2 separate regions of the Sus scrofa genome follow, and region 2 is linked to region 1. Evidence: chromatin contacts called from public Hi-C data. All regions are on one chromosome and are shown on one strand. Each heading gives the region's core, a stretch centred on a gene start, on an enhancer-like site or on the middle of the called end of the contact. The rest is flanking DNA. Distances are from core to core; before and after follow the strand shown. Region 1 overlaps PRR16 (protein Largen). Region 2 overlaps PRR16 (protein Largen).

Region 1 (3,955 bases), core at 825-3,324:
AAATAATAAATTAATGCAAATGGTGCCTATCCCATTGTTTCCCCCCCCTTAATTTATGCTCTCTTGCTACATTTTAAGAATCTTTGTAAACCATCTTATTTTTTTTTTCTGAAATATGGCCCTTTATACAGAAATACATTTATTAAGTGGATGTTTCTCTTCAAACTATTCAGTCCCATGGGCCATTATGAATATGCAATCGTGAGCTAATTTAAGAACATATGATTTTCCTCTAGCAGAGACATCAATATTGCATTTTTAAAGTAACCATTGGGTAGAAAATTCTGGTATGTATTGTGAGGGTCGTGTCTTGCCAAATCTTTACCCATAAGTAACTAATGTGGACAAAATGACACACAGAGAGCAGTTACAGAACATGTCAGTGTTTTTAAATCATTAGTGTACTGAGAAAAATAAGCCTTGATGGGGACTCACTGTGCAGTTCAAATGGTCAAAGTGGTGCAATAGTTGCTGAGCGTAGCATTTATTTATTTTTTTTAATAAGGCAATGGATGAGTTATTGCATAATGATAAGCTCTGTTCCCTGTTTAAAAGGTTTCAAGTGTTTTAAAAGGAGAAATAGCATTTTTGAACAAGTGTTTCCCTGTGCAGTAACAACAGATTAAGCTACATCTGGAGAGAAATCTGATTTTCTTCATTCCTGGCAGGAAAAGGGGCTGGGGGTGGGGGGCAAGTCAGGTCCACCATTCCAGATCTGGTCTTTTGTGTTCTGATGGTAAAGATCAGCCCAAGTATGAACTGTGAGGAAAATGTAGTAGAGAGCTCCCAGAGACTTTCTGTGCCTGGGTAGTACAGGTCTCATCCTGTGGTCACCTTCTTGTCATGACAGTGAGCATGGCAAACTGTCCCCCGTTCACACACCAGGTCCCACCCAGACCCGAACTTCCTCATGGGAAAGCAGATCAGACCACCTCAATCCCTTGTTACTCCTAAATCCAGTTATACAGCTACTCTCAGATCTGTATATCTTCCTAAAGCGTTTATGTTATTTAATTGTAATCATGTACCACTTATTTCTCTTTCTGACTTTCGGAATACATTTCTGTGTCTTACGGATTTTCTGTTCAGGCAACAAGTTCAGGAAATAACGTGAATTATTGTAGCCTTCCTTCACTTACTCATCTTACAAAGCACTTACTGAGCTCTACTATGTGTCAAACCCTGGTTGGGTGCATCTTTGAAAATAGAGCCACTTTTACCTGTACCACCACTCCTGTCTACCAGAGACTGATCAGAAGATAATATAGTCTGTAAGTGCAATAGTTGGTAAAATCACATTCTTAAAAATTTAGAGCAATCTGATCTTAGTAAAAGCAAAACAAACAGATGAATTAATACATAGTAATTGTTTTCTAAGAATTTACAAGCATTTTCAGACTATCAGACTATAAGTTTTCAGTAATATCACTGTAGCAGAACTGTCTTAACTATTCCAGGGGAGCCTTTGAAGAGAATCAGTAATGCCTGATTTGATTAGATAGAATCATTTTCTCATGGAATTTCCTAGGATAATGGAAACTAAGTTTGATGATATAGTAATCATCAAAGTAAAAACAGTAAGCATATCAGAAACTCCTGGTTACATGAAATGAATTCAGTATAACACAGTGAGTTATTGGTTGAAGTGGATTGATAATCTAGGTTTACCTGCTGCTAAAGCATTTACTTTCATGATCAATTTATCTGTGTTTCCTGTAACTCTGTATAGGTTTTCACCTTGATAGATGATGTCTCCCTGAAGCCTATTTACGTTAGCACCCAAGTGGAAGCTGCAGTAAATTAGCTTCTTGACCAAAGTTCTTAGTTTCAGGGCCATGAGTCAATCCTGTTGGATCTGACAGCCACAGCTCATTCTCCATTTGCTCTTGGGTTTAGGTCTTTATTGAGAATTCCATGTTGGACTTTGTGATTTAAACATTAGGGAACTAGAAGTTCATATTAGCATTGGGAAATAGCTATTGCTACACTTGTAAAACTCCATGCCAGTGTGGGTGCTTCTGAATGGGAGTTGGAGGGCAGAGTGAACAGTAATGAAGGATTATTACCTTTGGGACAAATGGACACTGGAAATAGTTAAAGGAAATTTCTAGGAGAGGGTAAACAACAGCAGGGACAGTATTTATTGTGATTAGGAATAGGAGCTCAGGGATCAGAGTAAGCTTTGCCTCATATTAGCTCTGTGTCTCAGGTAAGCTGGCTAACCTTTCTGAGCCTCATTTCATTATCATCTTTAAACAAGAACAGTGGCTACCTAAAGGGTTTGAAGTTCATTATTACTGAGTATGCAATCAATCACTGTTAGCAATGAATACTAATTTGAAAACAGCAATACCTGTTTTAGTAAGACAGTGAAGACAAAGTATTTGTCATTTATGTCATTTAGTTAATATGCATTATAATGAGAAAAATGAACACGTTTTATATATATATATATATGAAATCTGCAAAAAAATGTAGGGTGAAGCTCCTTGAAGTCTTGCCTTAATTGAACTGCTATGGAGGTTTTCCTTTGCATTTCATGGAACATCTCCAGCTTTGTTCCAATAAAGGCGAGATCAGCAAACTTTTTCTGTAAAGGGTCAAGTACTGTTTTAGGCTTTGTGGGCTGAGAATCAAAATCAAGGATATAATGTACATGCTTACCTAATAAACACTTTTTTCACAAATTTATATTCATGAAATTTAAAATATAATAATGAGTACAGATATTTGTAATGTAAGTTTACTGATAACTCTAATTGAATTCTTTTTGAGGGGAAATAACATTTTCCTTAATTGTGGATCAAAGTTATTCTTCCCTGTCATCAAGTTGATTGCTAATGTTCATCTGTAAAATCCATTCTTAGCTTATGGACTGTACAGAGACAGGTGGAAGGCCAGATTTGGCTCATGGGCTGTAGTCTGCTGACCTTGGTCTTAGAGGATTAAGGAAGCAAAGAGCCTTGAGACACTCTAATCAAATTAACATGTTAGCAAATAGCAGTCTGAGTAGCCTCTGGCTAATTTTAAGTCATGAAGTGAGAAGTATAGCTTAAATAGTGTCTGAACATATTTATTTGTTTATTTATTTATTTATTTTAGATGTTATTATGAACTTGCTTTTTTTTTTGGTCTTTTTGCCATTTCTTGGGCCACTCCCGCGGCATATGGAGGTTCCCAGGCTAGGGGTCGAATCGGAGCTGTAGCCACCGGCCTACGCCAGAGCCACAGCAACGCGGAATCCGAGCCGCGTCTGCGACCTACACCACAGCTCACGGCAACGCCGGATCGTTAACCCACTGAGCAAGGGCAGGGACCGAACCCGCAACCTCATGGTTCCTAGTCAGGTTCATTAACCACTGCGCCACAACGGGAACTCCCTGAACATATTTAGATGTCAAGTGCAAATGCAAACAAAACTGGAGACTATGCCATGGATCTCTGGGCCCTGGAAGAAGGCTCTCATATCTAACATTGATTTCCTTTCCCTTTTACGTTTGCCTGAACTTTCTGGTAAGACAGTAAATGGGTTGACAAATACTTACATGCATGTGCCCAAATGTGGGGTCATTTTAGAAGAAGGGAGAAAGAGCACCTTAAGGACAGTACTGAGGGCTGCACATTTCATTTCCTCTTCTAGAAGAAGACAGTCGCCTGTAAATGGAAACAGACAGGAATGGAAATTACCTTTCCTCTTTCTTCTGCCCAGTGTGGAAACAACATGTAGAACTGAAAGAATATCATCAGTTATTCTATAGAAACCTTTCTTAAATAACAAAAATATTCAAATTAAGTTACTTAGCATTATTTTAAATAAAAGTCAGATAGGAACATGTGCAGAAGCCGTAATAGTGATAGGGTATCCAGCTCCTCTTACCAGGTGATGATGAGCTTTCTGTCTGCCTGGAACTGTAGAGAGAATGTCTCTTACCTGCTGCTGCTGTGGGAAATCCTA
Region 2 (3,955 bases), core at 469-2,968, 190 kb after region 1:
AATTGGCTTGTATATGCAATTTTTTTTTTTTTTGTCTTTTTGCTATTTCTTGGGCCGCTCCTGCGGCATATGGAGATTCCCAGGCTAGGGGTCCAATCGGAGCTGTAGCCACCGGCCTACACCAGAGCCACAGCAACGCGGGATCTGAGCCGCGTCTGCGACCTACACCACAGCTCACGGCAACACCGGATTGTTAACCCACTGAGCAAGGGCAGGGACCGAACCCGCAACCTTATGGTTCCTAGTCGGATTCGTTAACCACTGCGCCACGACGGGAACTCCGTATATGCAATTTTTTTTTGGAAAGATGATATAAAGATTAACACTTCTCATGAGACAGATCTGTTTTACTTTTTCCCTAAACTTAACTTTCCTACCTAGGATATGTGGGAAAGCTAAACACTGAGTACTCTAGCTATAATATTGCTGTTTCTGACACATCACCTTTCCTAGTCAAATATTAATTGTAGTCCACAGATAGAAGATAATATTTGCTAGGAAGTTTTTTAAAAAAACTGAGAAGTAACAAATCTAGCATTTATTCTTAATTTTACATCAGGAAGAATTTTAACATAGCCACTATGAAAAACAGTATGGAGGTTCTTCAAGTAATTAAAATGAGAACTGCAGTATGATCCAGCAATTCCATTTCTAGGTTTATATCAAAGAAAACAAAATCATTATGTCAAGGAGAAACCTGCATTGTCATGTTCACTGCGGCATTATTCACTATAGCCAAGACAACAACCTGAATGTTGACATATAAATGGATAACGATTTATGATACACACACACAGCAAAATAGTATGCAGCCATGGGTAGTTGAACTTTTAATTCATGAATATTTCATGAGTAATTGAACATCTTTCAATTGATAATATGTCTGTGTGAGTAATTCATATTGTATGTAGCTTTTGATTTTTATTGTCATTGTTATATACTACTATTATGGAAATAGATCACAGTTTAATTATCTATTCCATTGTTGACAAGCATCACTAATAGTGAACTTTGTAGTTTGGGACTATTGTAAACAGTGATGCTATAAACATTCTAGTACTCATACTTTTGTAAACCTATCTGTTTATTAGGTGTACATGTGAGAAGAAAGGAAGAAAGAAAATATAGAACAAAATTACATACTTCTAAAATGAAATGTCTTTCGAATATAAATAATGAACCATATACCCTCACATAACCAGCTAATTAAGCAAATAATCTGAAATATTTTCCATTAGATACCACACATGGTTCTACTGATCTTCAAAGAGTGAAAATTTAACCAAATAGATTAAATGAAATTGAACACATCTTTGTCTGTCTTTGATGATGTAAATGTACCCTGGAAGGACCTTACATATGTAAATAAAACGTGTTGATTTTGGACTGTCACAGTGGTCAAAGACTGTTTAGAATAGATCAGCTTAAGCTGGCTGCATTACATAAACTGTGAAAAAAATTCAAGCGCATTTTTTAATGCATTTAAAGTTTTGCACGTTCGTCTTTAATTTCATTTAAGAAAACAATTTTTCCTGAAAATTACTGGCTGTGAAAAGTATCTTTTAATAAAGAAATTATATTTTATTTTTTTCTGAACCTCTTTATCCTTAAAAAAAAATCCCTCTTATTAAATTACATGCCTACATTAATGTCCATCTAGCCTTAGTTTACAACTCAGTGGATTTTCTCAAACTAAACATACTGTGTAAGCAGCACTGAGATCCAGAAATAGGTCATTACCAGTATTTCCAAAGCCACTATATGCTCCTTTTCAGTTACTATCTCTCACCTCAGTCATTGCTTTTTGATTTCCAGTGTTACAGATTAGTTTTATCTGTTTTATAATGTATATACACAGGAAGATAAGTGCACAGATTTTATAACTTTTTTCAATTGACATTCTGTGAGATTTATATATGTTATCGTTCGTAATTTTTGATTTTTATTCTCATTCTTACATACTGCTATTATGGAAATATGCCACAATTTAGTGTTGATAAACATCCTTAACAGTAAAGTTTGCAGTTTTTGGCTATTATGTATTTAAACAGTGACACTATAAACTTTCTAATAACTGCTTTTCAAGCTATCTGTATGTTAAATCTACACTTAGGAATTGATGATTTTTATGTATCCATTCGTTCAGCTTTAGTAGATACTTTGAAAGGTTTTTACAAAGTGTTTGTACAAATGTGTAGGTGAACCAGCAGTACATGAGAGTTCTGATTGTACCAAATCCTTCCCAAAATTTGACATTGCCTGTCTTTTATCTATTCTAGTAGATTTGTACTGGTGACGTACTATGTCTTTTACTTGTGTTTTTCTGTTTCTTAAAGCACTGGAAACTGTATCTAGTCACTTACTTACTGTGGATTTTTTTTTTTTTTTTTTTAAGCTGAGCATTAAAACAATGTTGGAGTTCCCACTGCGGTGCAGCTGAAATGAATCCGACTTGTAACCATTAGGTTGCGGGTTCCATCCCTGGCCTCTTTCAGAGGGTCAGGGATCCTGCATTGCTGTGAGCTGTGGTATAGGCAGGCAGCTACAGCTCTGATTTAGTCCCTAGACTGGGAATTTCCATATGCCATGGTTGCAGCCCTAAAAAGATAAAACAAACAAACAAAAAACAGTAATAGTCATTATCAAGGCAGCAGCAGCATCACAGCACAAAGGTCTTCTTTCTCCGTAGGAGAATAAGCAGCTCAGTTTTAGAGATATATAGTAGATGCTAATTAAATATTTGATGAAATGAATGAACTTTGAAGATACTGCTATTAGTGACAATTGTCCAAATGATGCTCTATTTTTTATACCCATAAGTAAAACAAAAAGTTTAATATAATGTTCATTACTAGTAAATTCTTACAAGTAGAATATTTGATTTCAACATCATTTCAAAACATTTAAGTTTTACTTCCCTCTAAATCGTGACCATGTGAAGACAAAATATAAGTGACTGCTTTTTCCCAGAGATTAGAATACCAAGGGAAAGTTAAAAATTGATATGAAACCCATTGATGAAACAAAAGTATGTAACAAATCTTTAATTTCATCAGCTCACATTTGCCTAAATTTTGGGAATAGGTGGTTGGAGTTGGATAACAAAATTTTGATTTGAACATAGTAAAATTAACTGCAACTTATTTAAAAGGGTTAAAACTTAGCATATGTTTATTAATGTTAGACTTCTGGGATCCCCTACTGTTAGGAGCCACGACACTGTTATTATCAAGCAACACATCTCAGTCCAAATTAGGTCTTTGGGAGAAATAGTTGACTTGGTGATGCTTTATGGCATCATGGGAGTAAACAGCACATTTTCCCACACCAGCTCATAGAGCAAACTCTCACAAAATTCTATGCCCTTCAATAGTGTATTTCACAACTTCTTCAAGCACAGCTTTTTCCAATAATAAATGATATTTATCCCAAAACTGAGAAAGAGCATTATCAGAAAAGACACAAGGGGAAGGGTTACAAATGCAGCATTATCTACCCTCCTTCATTTGAATTTGAAGGTTCGAAGTTGTTTGTTATCTGAGTTCTAAATTCAGCAATCTTCCTTCCCCAAATATCCAAAAATGTTGACTATATGTAGAGTCTAGAAGTATTATTTTACTGTAGCCAAATTATAGAAGGATGTTGCAAACAGCTTCACAAATGTATGTCACCAAATAGAATTATTCACCAAAAAGGCACTATTTATAAAGGAAAACATTAAAAAAAAAGGAATAGTAAAAATGGCATCTTAAACACAGACTTTAAAACAGTTTATCACTGTAGCTCCTTGTATTTGTGTTACCCTTGCCATATACATCCTTTGCATTAAAAAATTCACAAATTAGAGTGAATGAGTTCTTGGCACACTACTTAAAAAAAAAAAGCTTTCTTGAGACATAATTCACATACCATAAAAATCACCACTCTGAAGTACACAGTCAAGTAGTTCTTAGTA

Evidence for each region. Hi-C and Micro-C count contacts between places; a contact is called where the count stands out from the background.
Region 2: a Hi-C map of liver shows a contact between it and region 1, with 2.1 times the contacts expected there. The contact joins two enhancer-like sites. A contact is called at or near these places in 3 of 47 Hi-C or Micro-C datasets (liver and skeletal muscle).

Annotation. Positions count from the first base shown.
Region 1 is chr2:124,246,592-124,250,546 of Sscrofa11.1, forward strand. All of the region lies in intron 1 of PRR16 (protein Largen), which reads left to right. Among named protein-coding and RNA genes, the nearest start is that of PRR16, 49 kb to the left of the region's middle. Within about 2 kb of position 2,075, at least 2 of the 83 cell types and tissues checked have an H3K27ac peak or open chromatin away from gene starts, as enhancers often do. A contact at or near this core is called in liver, where this site is marked.
Region 2 is chr2:124,433,688-124,437,642 of Sscrofa11.1, forward strand. The region is part of intron 2 of PRR16 (protein Largen); the gene reads left to right. All of the region lies in intron 1 of LOC110259454 (a long non-coding RNA gene), which reads right to left. Among named protein-coding and RNA genes, the nearest start is that of PRR16, 240 kb to the left of the region's middle. Within about 2 kb of position 1,719, at least 1 of the 83 cell types and tissues checked has an H3K27ac peak or open chromatin away from gene starts, as enhancers often do. A contact at or near this core is called in liver, where this site is marked.